Regions from separate parts of the Ovis aries genome. Here regions 2 and 3 are each linked to region 1. A link is a contact called in public Hi-C data. All regions are on one chromosome and are shown on one strand. Each heading gives the region's core, a stretch centred on a gene start, on an enhancer-like site or on the middle of the called end of the contact. The rest is flanking DNA. Distances are from core to core; before and after follow the strand shown. Region 1 has its middle 140 kb from the start of COL4A1. Region 2 overlaps MYO16 (myosin XVI). Region 3 overlaps MYO16 (myosin XVI).

The links. A called contact is a pair of places that touch in the nucleus more often than the background predicts.
Region 2: a contact with region 1 is called in a Hi-C map of liver, with 4 times the contacts expected there. The contact joins two enhancer-like sites. A contact is called at or near these places in 7 of 16 Hi-C or Micro-C datasets (blood, hypothalamus, liver and 3 more).
Region 3: a Hi-C map of skin fibroblasts shows a contact between it and region 1, with 4 times the contacts expected there. The contact joins two enhancer-like sites. A contact is called at or near these places in 3 of 16 Hi-C or Micro-C datasets (muscle, skin fibroblasts and tail adipose tissue).

Annotation. Positions count from the first base shown.
Region 1 is chr10:84,228,515-84,231,710 of ARS-UI_Ramb_v3.0, forward strand. No RefSeq gene overlaps it. Among named protein-coding and RNA genes, the nearest start is that of COL4A1, 140 kb to the right of the region's middle. Within about 2 kb of position 1,632, at least 16 of the 54 cell types and tissues checked have an H3K27ac peak or open chromatin away from gene starts, as enhancers often do.
Region 2 is chr10:83,481,187-83,484,382 of ARS-UI_Ramb_v3.0, forward strand. It overlaps MYO16 (myosin XVI), which reads left to right. Exons shown (of 35, transcript XM_042255055.2): 17 at 1,623-1,734. Among named protein-coding and RNA genes, the nearest start is that of TRNAY-GUA, 140 kb to the right of the region's middle. Within about 2 kb of position 1,570, at least 7 of the 54 cell types and tissues checked have an H3K27ac peak or open chromatin away from gene starts, as enhancers often do.
Region 3 is chr10:83,632,702-83,635,897 of ARS-UI_Ramb_v3.0, forward strand. The region is part of intron 32 of MYO16 (myosin XVI); the gene reads left to right. Among named protein-coding and RNA genes, the nearest start is that of TRNAY-GUA, 8.8 kb to the left of the region's middle. Within about 2 kb of position 1,485, at least 9 of the 54 cell types and tissues checked have an H3K27ac peak or open chromatin away from gene starts, as enhancers often do.

The sequences.
Region 1 (3,196 bases), core at 382-2,881:
TCTTGTCCAGAACTTGTGTCTGCCTCACCACACACTTGCAGGAGTGTGTCCACACTCTGAGACAAGCTAGAGGGATGGGATAGGGAAGGGAGGCGGGATGGAGGTTCAGGAGGAAGGGGACATGTGTATTCCGACAGGCAACTCATGTTGATGTGTGGCAAAAGCCATCACAATATGGTAAAGTAATTACACCCTAATTAAAAATAAAAATAAATGCATAAAAGAAAGTCCATTCCTAGGAAGGGAGTCACTGGATAAAAGACAACTTTATCTTTAACCCCTTTAGTATGAACACACAGTCACACCTCCAGGTTGCTATTAAAGTAAACCCAGGGTGCTCACACTTGACTGTGCGTCTTCCCCACGTGAAAGGCCCGTCACACATGGATATCCGCTCTCAGCTCTTCAGGGTTGCTGGGCTGGAAGGTCTGGGCTAGGGCCCTATGGTCTGTGTCTGTAACAAGGTCCCCAGGGCTGCTCTTGCTGCTGGTCTGGGGCCTGAACTCTGCGAACCACTGAATTAAGCCATCGATTTGCTTCCGAGAGAGTTGGTGTCCTCTCTTTTCTGAATGTGCCGGGACCATGACTTGCATCTCAGACTTCCCTACCCTGTCCCTGCCAAGGTGAGCGGGCAGACAGGCCCCTGGGGAAGAGCGGGCCAGCCCACCGCCCACTGCAGCCCACTGGGAGCTCTCGCATCTCAAGGCGCCCTGCCGCACCTGTCCCTGCTCAGAGGGTGCCCCCAGTGCCACACGGCTTCCCAGGCACGTGGCACACCTTCTGGGCATGTTCCCTCCCATCTTTTTCATGATGTCCAAGGTGGAAAACACCAACCACTGTCAGCAGCAGTCTTGACACTCAGTTTCTTTTAGGACAATCTCGCCCCACAATATGGCTGGGAAACCTCAGACGGTGCCCTCTCCCAGGGCTGGCCGAGCTTGCGGTCACGATGAGATTAGACTCCACAGCGTGCAGCTTGTCTGCACCTCTTAGATGCCACATGTTTAACTCCAGGACAGGGGCCGAGGTGCAGAGGGTGGATGCGAGTCCTGCGTGTGAGTCCTGGGGTCACACAGGGCCCACTTTACCCGGTGATGAGGCTCCATCCTCGGGACCGCAGGACGTCTCCAAGAGGCCGCCCTGACTCAGGACCGTCTCTATATCACAGGGCTCAGAGAGGCTGGGCTGGATTGCTGACCACACTTTGGGAGGATAAAACGCTGGGTGCCCTGAGGTAAGGGTCTGCCGTGGCACCTGGGTCTTGGGTCAGCCTCTGGAGACTGGCAGCTGGCCCCTGAGGAAGCCTGGCGGCCGCCCCCCACCACCCTCAGGGTCCTTCACCCCTCCTGGAGCAATGCCAGGCCTCCGAGGGTCTCTGAGAGATTGTAGCTGAGCTGGAACCCCCTCCAGACACCGGCATGTGTGGGGGAGGAGTTCCACATAGGAAAGTGTGGAGGTTGCAAGCACGTGGACCCCAGCAGCCAGTGTATTTACATGTGTGTGCGTGCACGGTGTGTGCGTGTGTGAGGGTGTGTGTGTGTGCGCGCGCGCGCGTGCATGTGTGAGCATGCGCTGGAAGGCAGGGGGCAGGGCAGGAGGCCTGAGCGTCCGGGCAGGCAGGGCCTGGCCGGGCCTCTGCAGAGCCGCCCTCCTGGGACAGGGCGTGTTTGCGAGGAGTGGGGGCTGCTTGACGCGGGCTGTGCTGCCCCCTCGTGCCCGTCTCGGAGAATAACGGCCTCCTGGGAGCATCTCGGTCGGACCCGGCGGATGGTCGGCTGGCTCCGGTCCTGGGTGTTCAGCCTCTGGACTTAGACAAGGAAGAACACATGGGGTAGGCAGGGGTCAGTGGCAGCCGAGAGCGCCCACCCTCTGAAGCCCCTCTGTAAGCGGGCCCCTGCTGGATCTGAGGGGCCAGGAGGGCCCTGTTGGGTCCAGCATCAGACGGCAAGGCCCACGTTCCAGGCTCCTTCCCCGTGGGCATCCCCGCTGACCTCCCTGGAGATCAGGCCCTTGCAGAGACAGCCCTTGTCATCAAGAATCGAGCAGCTCCCCTGAATGTCTGACACTTTCTTGTGTTGTTTGGTCTGAAGCTGCCATGTGACTTCCTCACGCCCCACAGATACACATGGAAACTACTGGAGCCTTTTATGGGAATAAGGAGACACACCAAGTGCCTTCCCCCAGGTCTGGGTGCCCTCGGGTCCCGGGCTCGGCCTGCCTGGGAGACAAGTTCCCCACCTCCGGAGTTACTAGTCCACTTTCTACTTTTCTTCAATTCCAAGAAGACTGCACTGCATCATCTTTAAATATAATGGATTCTGAAAGCATACTTTTCCCCACATCCTCAGAGCGTGCTTACGACGTCATTTAACGGCTCATTACTATTCTTCTCTGTTTAAAACAGTTTGTTCAGGTTGTTCTGTTTTTTTTTCCTTGTCTGCTATAGGACAGGTTTTAGGACGTCATTAATGGTTTTCAGGGTTATACCTCCAGATGCCGTGACCTGAACGCGTAGCAAGACTCGGTACTTTCCTGTCGGTCCAGGGGTTAAGACTCTGCGTGCTTCCAACACAGGGGCATGGGTTTGATCTCTGGTCAGGGAAGTCAGATTCCATATTTCTCAGGGCAGAAATAAATAAAGGAAAGATCATCATAGATCACTTTAATATATATGTCCTCACGCTCCATGGATATATATATATATATATATTTAGCTGTGCTATGCACATTTATGGGCTTCGCAGGTGGCTCAGTGCTAAAGAATCTGCCTCCCAATGCAGGGGACATAGGTTCAATCCCTGGGTCGGGAAGATCCCCTGGAGAAGGGAATGGCAACCCACTCCACTCACTATTCTTGCCTGGAGGATCCCACGGACAGAGAAGCCCGGCGGGCTGCAGCCCATGGGGTCACACATGCAATGAAGACCCCGCCTGCCACAGCTAAGGCCTGATGCAGCGAATAAATATTTTTTAAAAACGCAGACACACAGAGGGAAGAGAAGGAGTAAAGGTGTCTGGACTCTGCAAACAGATGGAAAATACAGTGAGAAACAGACCCTTCTCAATATAAATTCTTCTTCGGATGGCAGTGATGAAACAGAATGCTTTAGATAGGAGCAAATAAAGTAACTCACGCGCTCTCCGTGTCCCGTTCGAAGTTCCAGTCTAAGGCTGCAGGGTCTGGGATGTCGTGTGG
Region 2 (3,196 bases), core at 320-2,819, 750 kb before region 1:
GAGGCCTGCTCCACCCTGCTTCCCCAGACGGAAACTTACAAAGCGTCATTGACGCCTCTCCTCCCACCCACCACGGACCCTGTGAACAGCCAGCCCTCCTCTCGCCCACCTGCCTCTCCATCTCCTTTGCTTCTCTTCACTGTTGGTCTCCCTAGACCTGCCGGCTCATTTCTTTGCCTCATCTCTTCCCAGGCCTTCCTCATAGCTCAGTCGGTAAAGAATCTGCCTGCAATGCAGGAGATCCAGGTTGGGAAGATCCCCTGGAGAAGGGAATGGCAACTCACTCCAGCATTCTTGCCTGGAGAATCCCATGGACAGAGGAGCCTGGCGGGCTACAGCCCGTGAAGTCGCAAAGAGTCACACACGACTGAGCGACTGAACTACTACAACTGCTAAGGGCTAATTCCAGGCCACCTCACTGGGCTGCGGGGAAATGCCTCCTGCACCGCCAATCTTTCTTTGCTTCAAGGCCCTGGGGACAGCCGCCACTTCCACGCCACCACGGAAACTTCTGCAGGACGCACAGGGCTCTGGCTCCTTGTCTGGCCTCATCACCCTCGGCCCCTCTCGCCAGAGGCTCCGACTGTGCAGACCTGTGCAAGTTTCCAACATACACACACCACATGGGATCCTGCCTGTGTGCCTTTGCACATAGTGCCAGTTATTCTGAGGATCACCGTGGATCTCGGATTTCCCGGGCGATCCTTACTCAAACGTCAGCTCTTGAAACCAAAGCCTCGTCCTGGCCCACAGCCGTTCCCCCGGTTCCCTTTCTGCACTCCTGCAAACAGGCCAAGGCCTTCTCTGTTGTTCTGCTTCCATGCTGCATCACAGCCGCGCTTTGTCTCTTGTCTCTGTCTTTGGACACACTGTGTTTGTTCTTGAGCCTCCAGGGATAAGCTCTTTGTATCCCGAAGTGTTAGTATTGTGTATTTGGTAGGCGATTCCTTTGTGCTTAGGGCTATCCAGGTGGCTCAGACGGTAAAGAGTCTGCCTGCAATGTGGGAGGACTGGGTTCCATCCCTGGGTCAGGAAGAGCCCCTGGAGAAGGAAATGGCAACTCACTCCAGTGTTCTTGCCTGGAGAGTCCCATGGACAGAGGAGCCTGGCGGGCTACAGTCCATGGGGTCGCAAAGAGTCAGACACGACTGACCAACTAACACGGTCAACTTCTTTTGTCCTTTCTGTGCTTTTTGAACGAAAGGAATAAATCCATGAATTAATCATCCACCTTGTAGTTAAAAGATATTGACGAGAAGAAATCGTAGATTGCTCTCAATTTAAAATTTTGACTACAAATACGAATTACAAAGCATGGGGTAGAATCTGCTAGATTTCTATATGAAATACACAAAGTATTCGTGACCTTCTCTGAGGAGGGGAGCCACTCAAGTGAGAACCAAGGGAAACAGTGTAAATACGTTCTGGTACAACAAGAACCTTCCTTTCTTCCTTCCGGAAACAGCATGTGCTCTTACGGACCAAAGCCGTATAAATCATACAGGGACACAATGTCCAGGTGATGTCCATTATTCTGGAGACCAGACAGGGCTGAAGTGACTTCACCACTGGGGTTTGTTGACAAGCCAAGCCATAAAACTGTGTGGTTTTCCTCCTCACAGGTATTTGCACCAGACCCTTAGAGAAGATAGATCAACAGCAGAGCGTTCCCTGAACAGGGAGAAATTTGCTGTTTTGAAACAAGCTCTGAATGTAATTGGCTTCAGTAACTTGGTGAGTCATGCGGTTAAATATTCCACTGAGGAAATCAACCCTCTGCTAGTTTGTAAAAGTTATTCATTCAAAAACATTCCTCTGCCTCGTGGAGCTTGCATGCTAGTGGGAGAGAGACGTGAGCAAACATTACGCCCAGGGCCGCAGGGTACCGAGAAGATGGGCTGCCGTCCTCAAGAAGGCGGTTGAGACCTTCTCCCACAGGGAGCACGTGAGCGAAACAGATAAGAACTTCGCACTGGCTGAGTCGAGAAACATGGCAGACGGAAGGAGCTGTCTGCTGCCAAGCACCACTTGGGAGAGTAATCTAATCATTCGATTAAACTATCTTCTTGAACACTATGCTTCTTTTTTTTTTTTTTTAATTCTTAAAGAATTATCAAATACCTCCAAAGCTGAAACATACTCTTTAAAGTGCCTAAGCCCTCTGCTACGCAATGGAAATTTCTGTGATCCCAGGAACGTTCCAGGTTTCACCTGCAGTATGGCAGTCACTGGCCACTTGGGGTTGCCAGGCATGGTGGAGGAGGCTGCTGTAGACTCAGGATGTGGATTTTTAACTTTTTTTAAACTTAAAAAAAAATTCTGATCAATTTAAACTGACATTGTCTTGCGTGGTTACTGTTCACTGAAGTGAATAGCACAGGTCCAGAGAACAAGAGATGTGAAGCGTGCTCAGCCGTTTCAGTCGGGTCCGACTCTGTGCGACCCCGTGGACCGTAGCCCCTCAGGCTCTCTTGTCCATGGGATTCTCCAGGCAAGAATCCTGGAGTGGGTGGCCATTTCCTCCTCCAGGGGATCTTTCCAACCCAGAGATCGAACCCGCGTCTCCTGCATTGGCAGGCGGATTCTTTACCACTGAGCCACCAAGACCTCAGAAATTCCTACAAATCTCCTTTTCCTATGCATCATCTCTGTGTCCCGGATGTTCAGTATGGAGCCACTTTAAATGGCAGCTAGTTCCTCATTAGCAATCAACATAAGACTGCATGGGTAACTGGTATGCCTGTAGGTCGTGAGCCAAGACTTAGTGACAGATTTAATTTTTTTTTTTACTCGATATACATCGATTTGGGTCCCTGTCTTTCCCCTTGGCTCATGGGGCAGCAAGGGGTGGAAGTGGTTGCCGGGCGACAGCAAGGGAGGGGTGGGAGGCAGGGGCTCCCCCTCAGTGGATAGCTCTGGGCCCTTGGCTCCACTCCAGCCTCACCGCATTCAGGGGCGGGAGTTCTAGGAACGGGCAGTCACACGGCACTTTGCTCTTTGCTGCTCTGTCTGTTCCATCCCTGTGTTTCCCTCTTTCCCTGACTCCTACCACTCGTACTCTTTGGTCTTCGCATTTGCTACTGGTTTTTTCTTTTTTAGCTGTTGTTTCTTCTCTTCCCTTCCTCCATTTGTGTCTGCAGTCTCTACTCACTTATAGGAAACTGGAATAGAGAGGCGGGTAAGGAATCATTTCACC
Region 3 (3,196 bases), core at 235-2,734, 600 kb before region 1:
ACCCACTCCAGTGTTCTTGCCTGAAGAGTCCCACAGACGGAGAGCAGCCTGGCAGGCCACAGTCCATGGGGTCACAAAGAGTTGGGCACAACTGAGTAATACTTTCACTTTCATTATATAAATGAAATTTTTACAATGTAATGCTTGAATCCATAAGACCATTTATTTTTTAAACAATTATTTTCAAAGTTGGCTTTATGGAAAATTTCAAATACATACAAAAGTACAGCAGATTAATGAACTATCTCTGTGACCAATCTTAGCTCATCTCCAGCTTACTCCACCATCACTCAATTATGTGGAAATAGGTCCCAATGTCAAAGCAATTTACTGATAAATATTTGTATCAATTTCATCAGGGAGGTCCTTTAGAAAAAAAATATAAGCTTTATTCTTAAGTCACGTTAATAAGTACAGACCTGTCAATCCATTTGAACATCAGAGACTTGATTAACTAACATCATCTTGCTGCTCAAGACAGAAGCTGCCCCTAAGATGCTGGAGCATCATTTTTTCATGATGCAGCTGAAGTAATTCTCAGGAGTCAGCTTTCCACCAGAAATCACTGGTCTTCGAGAACTTCCACAGGGTCTGTGAGCACAGCGCCGCACCCCCTCACCACCACCATGTGGACAGCTGTGCAGATAACTTTTCTACAGTGACAGCCTCAAGGTGTGAATTTCTAAATGTCATGTCCAAACAGAGCTAAGCGTGAAAGATCAGTCTCTCAAGTATGTATTACAACTGCATCTTTTCAAAGCAATCGTTTCGATTTGTTTGGGGCTGGGCTGGGTCTCTGTGGCTGTGCGCGCTTTCTCTAGTTGGGGCCAGCGGGGACCACACTCTAGCTGTGGTGGTTTCTCCTGTTATGGAACACGGGCTTCAGTAGTTGCGGTGTGTGGGCTCGGTCACTGCAGCTTCCGGACTCTGGAGCACAGGCTCTGCAGTTGCGGCGTGGACTTAGTTACCCAAGGAGTGTGTGGGGATCTTCCCGCACCAGAGATCGACCCCCTGTCTCCTCCATCGGCAGGCGGATTCTTTACCACTGAGCCACCAGGGAAGCCCCCGTAGCCTCCTCAATCGGTACTGAGTGAGATTTTGAAGCTTCTCTGCCAAATTAAGCGCAATTATGCGTTGTTTGCTAACAAGAAGATGCTTTAAAATCACTGAAATATCACAGAAGTACAGGCGGAAACCTGTGACCTGTGCTCAAGGGCAGCGTTGGTAAACTGCCGTTCTCCGCTAGTGTTTGCGGCAGACGTCTCGACACTTGTCTCCTGTTTCGTCTCTGGCGCCTTCTGATGAGATGGCAGCTAAGACATCCGTCCTCCTGTGCAGGTCTCTGCATCCCATGATGGGAGGTAGGGCTCGGCATCCCCGAGGCGTCTTGCCTACATGCAGGCTTTTCTGGCTGTGTATGCTGTGCTGAGCTGTTAATCTCTCTCACTCTCCAGCTGCTTTGCTTTCTCTGCGTGGTGATTTATTTGTGGGGGGTGGTGGCCTGAGGCTTCATGAATGTTAGAAAGGGCGTGGACGGAGCAAGCACATACTTTACTGATGTGTAGTCCAGGGCACTCTGGACGCCCTCCCGTGAAAGGAAAGCATCCCTCTGCCTTATGGAACCATTTTAAATCAGCCCCAAGTTTCCCCCGTTTTTCCAAACGAAGTCCTTGGGGAAGGCAAGCCTAGCATCCCCAGCGAAGCAAGTCCTTCGCTCGTCGCTGGGTGGATAGATGGAGAGGATGAGCTGTAGAATGTGGCTGCCCTGGCCGGGTCAGTGAACCCGAGCTTTGACGCACGCGTGGGTCCCTGTGTGAGCAAAGGATGTTCTGAGCAGCTCCTGGCCCTGCCGCAGTACAGGCGTCTCTGTGTTTGGGCCTTGCAACTGGACGCTGCAGTGCTTCTCATTCCCCGGATGCCCAGTTGAAATAATCCTTAGTCTGTCTCTTCTTGCAAATGAGCTTTCAAATGGAATACACTGATCCATAGTCAGACATATCTACTTTAAGAGCACAGAGCTCTTTGCCTTCCGTGTTAATTGGACATTTTTTTTAAAGTGCCTAATATTTGTTGTGAATGCTGTGACATTTTTCTCCCTGTTTACAGCACCTCCTCTCTCTCAATGCCCAAGAACTCTTTCACTCAGGGAAATTGTGCAACCAGGGCCCTGTACCCAGGACTTGCATTAACTTGCAGAGCTAACTCCCTTGTAGTCATCCACCAGGCATTAGCTTGATGCAAGCCCAGGGCTTGCCCCCGGGAATCCAGAGAGGAGAGAGAGCTCTGGGTGCCCTGCTGTCTCCAGACAGGGCGGGCGGCAGATGGGTCCGCCCCATTTCAAAGTGAGGCTCTACCTGGGGGTCATAGACGCCCCCATGGGTCTGTGACTGAGCCCTGAGTGGCCTGTGAACTCCAGCGGTGTGCTTGGGCCTTCTTTGGGGAGAGGTTGACCAGACTTCATCACGGAGCGTTCATGAGCAGGGCATGGGGCGGGGGCACAGCTGGTGGCCCCAGAGCAGGAGCTTGTTGCTGCGGTTATGTCTTGGAGAGCCTCCCGCCAGGGCTGACCTGTGAGCAGGATGCGTGATGGGTGATGATGGGGGCAGGAGGTGGGGGGCTGGGAGTTCTCCAGGTGGGTGCAGAAGGAGGGGAGCAGGTGGGGCGGCCAGAGGAGGCCGTGTGCGGGCAGCCCTGTCTCCAAACACGAGTTCAGGGTACCTGGTCCTGTTAGCATGTGGCCACGAGCCTTGAAAGGCTTCCCTGGTGGCTCAGTGGGGAAGAATCTGCCTGCCCGTGCAAGAGACCCAGGTTCCACCCCTGGGTCAGGAAGGTTCCCCTGGAGAAGGGAATGGCTACCCACTCCAGGATTCTTGCCTGGAGAATCCTATGGAGAGAGGAGCCTGTTGGGCTGCAGTCCGTAGGGTCGCAAAGAGTCAGACACGACAAACGATGACAGTGCTCCTTCAATGTAAGCATCTCGATGGAGGCCCTTTCCACCCTCTTGTCCCACAAGCTGCCCTCCGCAATGTCAGGGGCCCACAGCACCCAGGTGAAGCCAGAATAATCCCTCTGGTTTAGAAGGACTGTTTCCTGGCTTTCTGTCTGCTCTGTCTCTGCCTCTGGAAGGTTCTGCTTGGGAACAGCTCTGAATTACAGGTGAGCAGTCACTCACAGCAGTTGCTTTCACTTGCAAGAC